2 separate regions of the Zea mays genome follow, and region 1 is linked to region 2. Evidence: chromatin contacts called from public Hi-C data. All regions are on one chromosome and are shown on one strand. Each heading gives the region's core, a stretch centred on a gene start, on an enhancer-like site or on the middle of the called end of the contact. The rest is flanking DNA. Distances are from core to core; before and after follow the strand shown.

Evidence for each region. Hi-C and Micro-C count contacts between places; a contact is called where the count stands out from the background.
Region 1: a Hi-C map of leaf shows a contact between it and region 2, with 4 times the contacts expected there. The contact joins the promoter of LOC100276938 here to the promoter of LOC100191374 in region 2. A contact is called at or near these places in 4 of 25 Hi-C or Micro-C datasets (bundle sheath, ear, leaf and 1 more).

Annotation. Positions count from the first base shown.
Region 1 is chr8:103,921,183-103,926,171 of Zm-B73-REFERENCE-NAM-5.0, forward strand. LOC100276938 reads left to right here and starts at 2,685. Exons shown (of 6, transcript NM_001150629.3): 1 at 2,685-3,101. The coding sequence starts at 2,931.
Region 2 is chr8:103,631,342-103,636,824 of Zm-B73-REFERENCE-NAM-5.0, forward strand. LOC100191374 reads left to right here and starts at 3,106. Exons shown (of 9, transcript NM_001136808.2): 1 at 3,106-3,362; 2 at 3,609-3,665; 3 at 3,744-3,834; 4 at 3,996-4,156; 5 at 4,383-4,510; 6 at 4,591-4,728; 7 at 4,811-4,903; 8 at 4,998-5,115. The coding sequence starts at 3,209.

The DNA.
Region 1 (4,989 bases), core at 1,435-3,934, 290 kb after region 2:
GAGTTTGGTGGGGATTGTTGGATCTTTTATGGGCTTGGCCCATTTATTCAATAAACTCTATGATGTGTAATGGTGGAGAATAAAAAATAGTACCATATTGGAAGTCCAAGGGTCGTAGGCTTGACTTATATAGTGGGAATTATTCCACTTAATTTGAGAAGCCAAGAAACGTACAAGGGCGTGACACACGCGCGCGCGCGCCGCCGCCGTCGGCCGGGCCGGGCGTGGCGTGGCGTGGCGAGGCAGGCAGGCAGACGGCGGGCGGGCGTGGTTGTGTTAATTTTTAGCACTCATTAAACGCGGGAGTTTCAACTCTTGCCCGTCTCTTGGCGTGCCGCATGCGAGACCCTTACCCTTCAGCTGCCCGTCTCTTGGCGTGCCGCATGCGACCCTTCTCCTTCAGCTTCCTTCCGCGAAAGGTTGACCCTTCTCCTTCAACTTCCTTCCGCGAAAGGTTAAGTAGAGGAGAACCCCTGTCATTTGGTACGAGAGCAGAACCTTCAAAATCACAGTCCAGCCGCAAGTGTCTCGTAGCTCTGCGCGCACAGAGCAGCGAGAGGGCAGGTGCCTCCGAAGCCCTTACCGTTCGAGACCTTGCACGGGGATCGTCAAATAGGTTTTTGGGGAGCGTCTACGCGACTGCCCAAAACATCTTCTTCTTCCTGGCGACATGACAAGAGAAGCTGGACAAGGATCAGGATCCTCGGAGCGCATGAGAGGGTATGATCAATTCAGTTCCTTACTATTTTACGTTCTGCAGATTATATATGTTTCATATATTCATCTCTGTTGTTTCATATGTAGTCATAGAATTATCCAAACTGTCCTGTTATATTATATCATGACATGTCTGATGTCTGTTCATGCTAGTAATATGTTATATCTGTTTGTTCTAATTTTACAGTCATGTTGTTTATGTTGTTATCTGTTTATTTCCAATTGTTCCGTCAGTTTACATGCTTATTATATTTATATGATTTATATGATTCATAAGATTTATGTTTTCATGATTCATATTGTTATGGATATATTTGAGATCACGATTTTTATGATTAATTATCTTTTATATGTCATCATCATAATGTTAATTTATGGAATTAAAATGATATGGAAAATGCCTATAATTCTAACAGTATATAGAAGAAAACATAAAAGTATAGTTATGACATCTCTAATGATACTAATTTGGCATTATAAAATTCGACGTCCTGTTTCTAAACTAGACTATTTTTTTAAAAAAAATAGACAACTCTAAGAATTAATTTACTAAAGAGCGAGGGAATAATATATAAGCAGCTGTGTTGACGCGGATCTAGCCGCCAATCATTGGGAGCTGTTCTATTTGGCGGGTTCTCTGTGGCGACGCAGACGATCCGCGGTCTAGGGTCGAACGGTCCGCGTCCTGGCGGCAGAAGCTGATTTCTCTACATCGAGTCGGACGGTCCACACGTGGTGGCCAGACGGTCCGTGCGTGTGCAGGGACGGCTGCGTTCGCCAACAACACCTGGATCTCGCTTCCCGGGAGGGACCCCGACAGGGAGGAGTGATCCTAGGTTTTGTCTTGGGGTCGGTAGACCACTCAAGACGTCTCTAGACGACATAAAGTCGAAGAGATGTGAAGATTGAGAAGAAGAATGCTACATTCTAGCTACTCCTAGGACAAAAGCAGATGAATTGATAAACGTATTGATTGGTTCTATTTTTGGTGCCCACAAGCGGTCGTACCCCTTCATATATATGCTTTAGGTAGCTCATCACCTTGCAAAGTCTATAACATATATGCATTACCAGATATTACCTACATGACTCTGTAAGGCCCTTCCCAGCTTTGGGACCACTTGCCAAACATCCGGTCCTGCTCCTCAATGGCAAGACTGTTTTCTGGACCGTTTAGTTTCCTTTATTTATTTATTTCTATAAAGACATTATATTTATATAATAAGTTTTGTGACATTGGTTTATATACACTGACTGATTATATGTGTGAAATTTGATCCTGACATATATATGCGATGTATCTGGGTTTGTCCTTAAATCCGAGTGTTATAGTATAACATATGTTTATAAGTTTATACTTATATTATCGTGATATTTTTTGTTGTAACGCATGGATTTTTATCTCATATGTTTATTAGGTGTCATGTTATATTATGTCCGTAGCAATGCATGATCGCATGAAGCAATAACTATCATAGAAGAAAAACAAAGTCCCAAAGATCTTATGATTTTAAAATATCAAAGTTCTGGATCTAAGATAAACCTAAAAAAAACTAGCATAAGCCGAACCGTATAATCAATTGAGGGATATGTCATAAGATAATGAGCACAATAATTTAGTGGGCCATCAGCACGCGGTCTAGCAAGACCAACCAACTATCTCATCCCTGCTTTGTGGCGCTACCAAATTCAAAACCATTCGAACAAGAGCCCGAATATATTGCTATACCTTCTATTTTAAGCTATAAGAGTTTTGCCTTTTCTAGATATATACTTTATATGTATATAGATAGATAGATATAAATGTAGATATTTATAAGAATTTTTTCAGACATAGTTTTTTACGATATATCTAAACATGCATCGAGAAAAAAAAAATCTAAGCCACGCGTCCCGCTCTCACTGGCTGGCGCCTGCGCACTGGGATCCATAGCAGGCAAGCGTTGTAGGGTACTAGCAGCGGGCCAGCAGCACAGGAAACAGGAAAAGCAAGAAAGTCATACACATACACACACGCATCCGCAGCACTCCCTCCTCGGTCCCTCCTCTGCTTCACACAGACCAGTGCGCGCTCAATTCCCCCCTCTAGCGCCTCCACCGCACCAAACCGGTCCAACGGGACCTATGCTCTAGCCTCAGAGCAAACCACCGCCTGAATTGTGCGGCAATTGGGGGAGGATTCGCGGCAGGCAGGGCGCGGATCCGTTGGCGGGATGATTGCGGCTGTCAACAGAGTGCCGGCGGGCTGGGGCGAGGATGAGATGTCCGTGCTGCCACGGCACACCAAGGTGGTGGTCACCGGCAACAACCGCACCAAGTCGGTGCTCGTGGGATTGCACGGGGTCGTGAAGAAGGCCGTCGGCCTCGGGGGATGGCATTGGCTGGTAATTCGCTGCTCCCACCTTGCAATTGCCGGTTCTTTTTTATCCCAGATCTTGCTTTGCTGCAATGCGAATTGCTTTCCTAGTTGTCAATTTCGGGTTTTACTTGCCCCAGAGCTTCGATCAGGTCCGGTTTGGAGGATTTACCCCCAGTTTAGCTCGGATTGCTAATTTGGATTAGTTTATTGAAGTTCAGATCGGTCTTGTTTTCTTTACCCGTTTTTTCTTTCTAATTCTAGGTTTGAATTTTTGCTGCGCTGTTGTACCTTGCAGTTTGATCCAGCATTGGACTATTCCAAATATCTCTCCATCTAGATTGCAGTATTGCCATCAAATTTAGTCCTAAGATTATCTACTCCCAATTTTGCTGTTCGAACTTTCCCCAGCTGCTTGCAGTTATTCATACAAAAACTCAGATCTTGGTTCCTCACTGTCGCTGCATTGTTCGCGGTCCTGATTGCACTGCAGAGTTTCATTTTTGTTTGATCTGTATTTGAATTGGGCTGTCAGCGTCAATTCGGAAACTGCTCGTCGCGGACCATCATTGCTTGTTGCGCTTAGTATCTAGATTTGAGTCTGGCTGTAGTCTTTGCTGTCCTTTTAGGGAATTTGGATTGAGCTGAAGAATGCCGTTGGCATTGGCTTGTAATTCGCTGCTTCCACCTTGCAATTGCTGATTTTTTAATCCCAGATCTTGTCTTGCTGCAATGTGAATTGCTTTTCCAGTTGTTCATTTTGGGTTTTAGTTGCTCTAGAGTTTCGATCAGGTCCGTGTGTGGAGGATTTAACCTAATTCAGATCGATCTTGTTTTCTTTTCCCTTTTCTTCTTCTAATTCTGGGTTTAAGTTATTGCAGCAGTGTTGTACCTTGCAGTTTGATTCAGCATTGGACTGTTCCTAATTTTTCTCCATCCAGGTCACAATATTGCCATTAGGTTTATGCTGATCTCAAATTTTCTATTGAAATTTTCGCCAGCTGCTTGCAGTTATTCAGACGAAAACTTTCCAAGTTGCATGCACGGTATTTCACTGTTCTTGCATTGTGCCAACACAATGTATCGGATTAGGAGGTGTTTGGCGGACTAATTTTTAGTCTCTTTATTTTAGTCCATAAATTGCTAAATATTTCTAAATTTGACAATTTAAGAATTAAAATGAATAAAATGAATGGACTAAAAATTAGTGTATAGACACTGAAACAACCCTTTAGTCATATTTGTTTGGCTTTAATCCAAACAGTCAATTTTAATCTAAAGCGGACAATCCGTTAACTTGATTTGTATTTATCCTTTCTGTTTCGCAAAATAGTTTGGTATTTATCCCATCCAATCACTCATTCAGACAACCATCGTTGTCTCGACGAGCTGTTGAGTTCACACCCCAAACTCTTTTCAGCCCAAACTTGACAGTACGAATTTTTGGGTAATTAACAATATTATATTATGTGGGCATTTTTTGGTTAAATAATGCTAGGCTAGACCGCTAGAGTCATAGGTCTGTAGATGAAATCATGTTTTGCTGATTTCCAGCAATATGTCTGGTTCTAGTTTCAAACTTCCAATATACAAACTGCTTAGGTCGCTGTCGTGTGCATTGGCTAATTAAATGGTTCACTGATTTAGACATCTTATCTCACGTGATGTTTTGGCCCCATTTGGCAGGTTATTGTTATTCGCTAGGTGTTTGGATCCCACCACCACCACACTCGGCACGCACACCACCACTCATTGCTGTTTTAATATTTATTCTTTAGCCCTTTATAGCCATTATATATACATCTCGAATTTTGTGCTAAATTTTTTGCTTTCGAATAAACTTTGTGAATTGGCATGATAGAAGTCACCAACTTTTATCAAATGATACTGGCTTTAAGTTTGCGCTTATTCCTAAA
Region 2 (5,483 bases), core at 1,856-4,355:
GGTGGGAGGTTTTCCACCAGGTCTTGGTTTCAAGTGTATGAGCGATTTGTTGATTGTTGGCAAATGTTTGTGAAATATTTGTACTAAGTTTTATGCCCGCTAGCAGGTGGCTACACTCCAGATCATGCCTAGTACATTTTTCTTCTTCGATGAAGGCAAGTGAATGTAGCGGTGGTTGCTTCCATTCTAACCTGTTATTTCTATCGCCTACACTCTAATATTCAGAATTATTGGATTCTTTCATAATTGGACTCCATGGTGATGCTTTACTTGCTTGCATTATACTGATGCTCAATCATATATTGATGATGATTATGATTCGAGTACGACTCATGAGATTAATTCACACCCCTGAAGGTAAATGAAGTATTATTTGAGGTTTGTATTGTATCTGAAGGTAAATGTAGTATTATTTGAGGTTTGTATTGTATGTTAAGGAAGTGAAGTATATTGATAAATGCAGCATGCCATATACATTGCATGATTCACTTGCATCTGAAGTTAGGTCGTGATCTATGGTCCAACCGTATTGGTACAACTTAGCATCGTACGTTGCCCGAGGAGGGGTACGATGCGACTTCATACCTTTAGAGGTATGAAGGCAGAGGACATATGCATTGCATTCATATGCATTCATTGAAGTGATATTTGCAGATGATGTGGTTTTATACCCTCAGAGGTATGAAGACAAAGTACCTACACATTGCGTTCCTATGCATACATTGAAATGATATTTGCAGGTATTATTGACGTAGGGAAGTGTTATACAACCTATCGTGGTTGTTCGAGAAAATGAGATGGTATTGGTTATATTGAGACTACTGAGTTCTATATCTACAAGTATTTCTGATTTTAATTGTGATTCTTTTAAAATGTTGATTAATTCAATTTGTGGTTTAAATATCTCGTCAAAACAATTCGCTTGATGAGATGTTTCATCTCACTATTGCATTACTCAATGCAGGTGCTTGTTGCTCATCAAGGGAAGTGGGAAGTAGCAGCACATCCACCTCCACTCTCATAATAACGCTGCTTAGGCACAGTCATTATTTAATTAGAAACTTCTTGTCAAAGGATGTTGTTTCTAACTAGCTATGCGCACTGGTTAATTTAGTTCATGCTGTTATGCTTGTCTTCCCATTGCTAGCAGATTATTAATGTATATTATGTTTTTTATCATGATATCTATTTATATTTTGTTGCTTCCCTGTTTATGCAATTTTCAAAGGAGATGTTGTCAAAATTTTATATATGAATGTTAGATGTGTAGTTTAGTAGCATTCTGGGGTGTTTGTGGATCCTGGGGTGTTATATTAGGCTTGCATGTGCCCTTTACTTTCTAGCACTCCCATTTTCGCCACTGATTCAACTTCCTGAGCACTTCGAAAACCCCAGATTACGCCACCGTCGTCAGACCTTGATCACATTCATGACCATTTTGCACCTGTGAGTTCGAGGCATTCGTTGGTGATCGAAACCAAGTATCTAAGGACCTTAGTGGCGATAGGGCTCCTCCAATAGAAGAATATCATCTAGTGGAAGATTCTAGGCAATGATTCCTTCTCAATGCCCGATGCCGACCAAATAGTGGTCTTTCTTCAATTTTTTCTTACACAAATTTGGTCTTCAACCTACCTGTAATTAGGGATATGTTGCATTAATACCAAATCGAGCTCATCCATCTTAATCATAACTTCATCTTGCACATAGCCATATTTGCCCATCTCTATGAAGCAAACTTAGGGGAGTTCGTCATTCTCCCTCATTCAACATATGTTCTTCCTCTACCCCCGACCTAGACTATCCCTTGAAAACTTACCATAAAAACCGGCATATGTGTTGGTTCTATGTTGAAAATCACAGACCCTAACTTTCCAGAATTCATGCTCAGTGTTCGATTCCACGAATTGAGTGGATGAGTGACCCAACGTTGACATATTGTGAGATTGTTCTCGCGCCTATGAAGAGGATTCAACACATGGAGCTCGAGCTTAATTCTATGCATGTGATCGGAAATTGGATCCAACGCTAAGTCCCCCATTACACGAGATGACAAATTATGCTTGAAAGTATGAGAATGTACTATTAAAAGTTTATATTAATTGTCTAGTATCTTAATGATCTTAAATAAAAATACAAATTATAAAGTTGTAGATTTCATCGAGTGCTACAACATTCATACAAAAATTGTTCTCATTTGACACCATACAAGAAAAATATAGAAAAAACATGAAAAAAGGCTCGAATGGTACGATCCTTCCGTCACCCGAGACTATATCACTAAAAATCTATATTATTTATCTTAAGTATGTTAATAATTTTAAATAAAAAGAATTCAAAAACATAAATCTTATAAGAGCTACAACTTTCGTATGAAAAAAATCTCTATTTAACATCATACAAGAAGAATATAATTTTTCTAATACAACAAACACTGTACGTGATTAATATATTCCTAAAATTTTGTATTATTTTTTACCATTTTAACGACCGCAATAAAAGAATTTAAACTTCGATCATCCATTTATTTTGACTATTTAACAACATTTTGAATAACAATGTTATAGAAGGCTTAACAAATATTTGATGACCATATAATAGAACATGTAATATGTTTTGTTGTACTATTATAGTGTTGCTACTTTATTCAATTATCCATAATGTTGTTGAATGGATGAATGAACAATGTTAGAAATTTTGTAATAGTATTTAGATAGATATATTTCACGCTTGTATAATATATTATTTTGATTAATGTTTAATCTCTGTAGGTACGGGTGACTCATACATACATGGAATGGTTATGAGGTAAATTCATACTCACTAGTGTATATATGTAGTGTATATATATATATGACTCGACATTTATTTCGCGAGATAGTACCGTAGACATTTACCCAGCAGCAGCGAACAGCCTCGCTATTAGTGTCATTGTATCAATGAGAGTGTTAAAAATCGCTATCCACTAATAGTGCCACGTCAATGCATGTGAACATGCCATATACACGTTGAGGGTTAGAAATAGAAATAAAAATGAGATGGGGTTATTTTAAAAATGATTAATAATAAAAAAATTCCTCCAACCTCGCAAACATGACACAACCACAACAATAAAAAAAAACAGATCCCAGCCTCCATTTCCAAATCCACACCTGGCCCGGCTGCCCCAAATGCGTCGGCATCGCGCCGTCGCTGCTGCACACCGTCGATGACTCCCGCCCCTTCGAACGCCGCCGGCGACCTCTTCGCTGCCAACCTCACGGGCGCGCTCCTTGCGGTTGCCTCCTCCGCCTTCATTGGCGTCAGCTTCATCGTCAAGAAGAAGGGCCTACGCCGGGCCGCCACCGCCGGCGCCCGCGCAGGTACACGCCCCCCTCCATCATTAGCGGCCGAAAGGCGCCTCCTCTCTTTCTCTCGCTCTTGTTACTTCCGTCGTATTCGGAATCTTGGGGGCGCGTCGAATTCTTCGTTTTATTCGATTTTTAGCATTCGGTGTCGTCTACGTGACGAACAATTGAAAAGTCAGACTTGTTCATGACCAGTTCGTTGTTCTCTCCTCCTCCCTTCGACGAACGTTTGTGAATTTGCGTTGGTGATGGAATTTGCAGGTGTTGGAGGCTATGGGTACCTCTTGGAGCCACTGTGGTGGATTGGGATGGTTACGAGTAAGTTCCTGATTCCTTTGGCTAGCTCATTCTTTACGGTATCTGGCTGAAATAATTGAAATGCTCGAAACTTTGCAGTGCTGATTGGGGAGATTGCCAATTTTGTGGCCTACATGTTTGCGCCAGCTATTCTTGTCACCCCTCTTGGTGCGCTCAGCATAATTGTCAGGTAGGATTGTGAATATGTGATTGCTAAATGACTTAATCTGTTATATATCATGTGGTCATGTGGAGAGTGGATATGGTTAAATATTTTGTGTATTTTCTTTCCTTTTCTTTAAAAAAACATGTACATGCTCCTGTATATGATCTCTATGGTCTATGGAGCAGTGCTGTTCTAGCCCATTTCACCCTGAATGAGAAGCTGCAGCGGATGGGTGTGTTGGGCTGTGTGCTCTGTATAATCGGGTCAACCATAATCATCCTCCATGCACCTGAAGAAGAGACACCAAGCTCAGTGACACAGATCTGGCAGTTGGCAACACAACCTGGTATGCCCTACTATCTCGATCAAAAATTTCTTTTCCTATATGTTTGTAAATCCTAAAAAGAACATGTTTTGAAGATAAAATTGTTCACGTTTTTTCATATAGTTTACCTAATTCATAGTCTATTTATTAAAACTATTGACTGATGCATTCTCATGTTGAGTCACCAGAACAAACCTGTTGGATTTTGACATGCATTGTGTAATGTATGTCTCCTTGTTTTCTGCAGCCTTTCTTTGTTATGCGGCTTCTGCATTGACTATCTCACTGATCTTGATATTTCACTGTGCACCCCGTTATGGCCAGACAAACATCGTGGTGTATGTGGGAATTTGCTCAGTGATAGGATCTTTGACGGTAAATGATGTCCATGGGCATACCTTTGAGACCAACTTCGTTTTGGTTTTTATGTGTTTCTTTGCCTGTCCTTTGGTTAGGTAATGAGCATCAAGGCAGTAGGCATTGCTATCAAGCTTACAATTGAGGGCATAAACCAGGCTGGCTATTTCCAGACTTGGCTGTTTGCAACTGTTTCAGCTACATGCATAATTATTCAGTTAATTTACCTGAACAAGGTACAGCCAGCATTAACTTTAAAATTTAGGTAGCAATATTTACGATGTTGATATGCATTTCCACATCATGTTAAACTTTCAGGCATTGGATACTTTCAATACTGCAGTTGTTTCTCCCATCTACTATGCGATGTTTACATCCCTCACAATTTTGGCAAGTGCCATAATGTTCAAGGTATTCTAATTTTGGAAAACTTCCATAAACTCCAACTATTTTTGTTTCTTGCTGAAGCTGAACTAAGGTTTTGTGATTACAAATTTACAACTAGGACTGGTCTGGGCAGAGTATAAGCAGTATTGCCTCTGAGATTTGTGGGTTTCTTACTGTGCTTACTGGTACTGTTGTACTGCATTCTACAAGAGAACATGATCCAACCCTTACTTCAGGTAAATGCTTCTTAGTTTAATGAATCATGATTTAGCCCTTCTCTACTGGAAAGATGAATGTTTGCTATGTGATATATGCAATTTTTGATTTGACGACAACATTATGCAAACATGCTTTACCAGGTTCTCCCATAGCATAAGACCTTGGTCACTGGTGTCACAAATTGCCCACTTCCACATTAGTAGCCTTATAGAATTAGGGGGACATATCCTGTGCAATCACCCACTTAGTGCAAGTGTGCAATTAAACCATCCAGGCATCCAATTTAGATTCAAAGATTCATATGGAAGGGGTTAAATGTAAAATAGGTACTAGGTTTCAGGTGGAAGGGGTATAGAGAGCTACTTTTAGAGGAGACTGCAAAAGA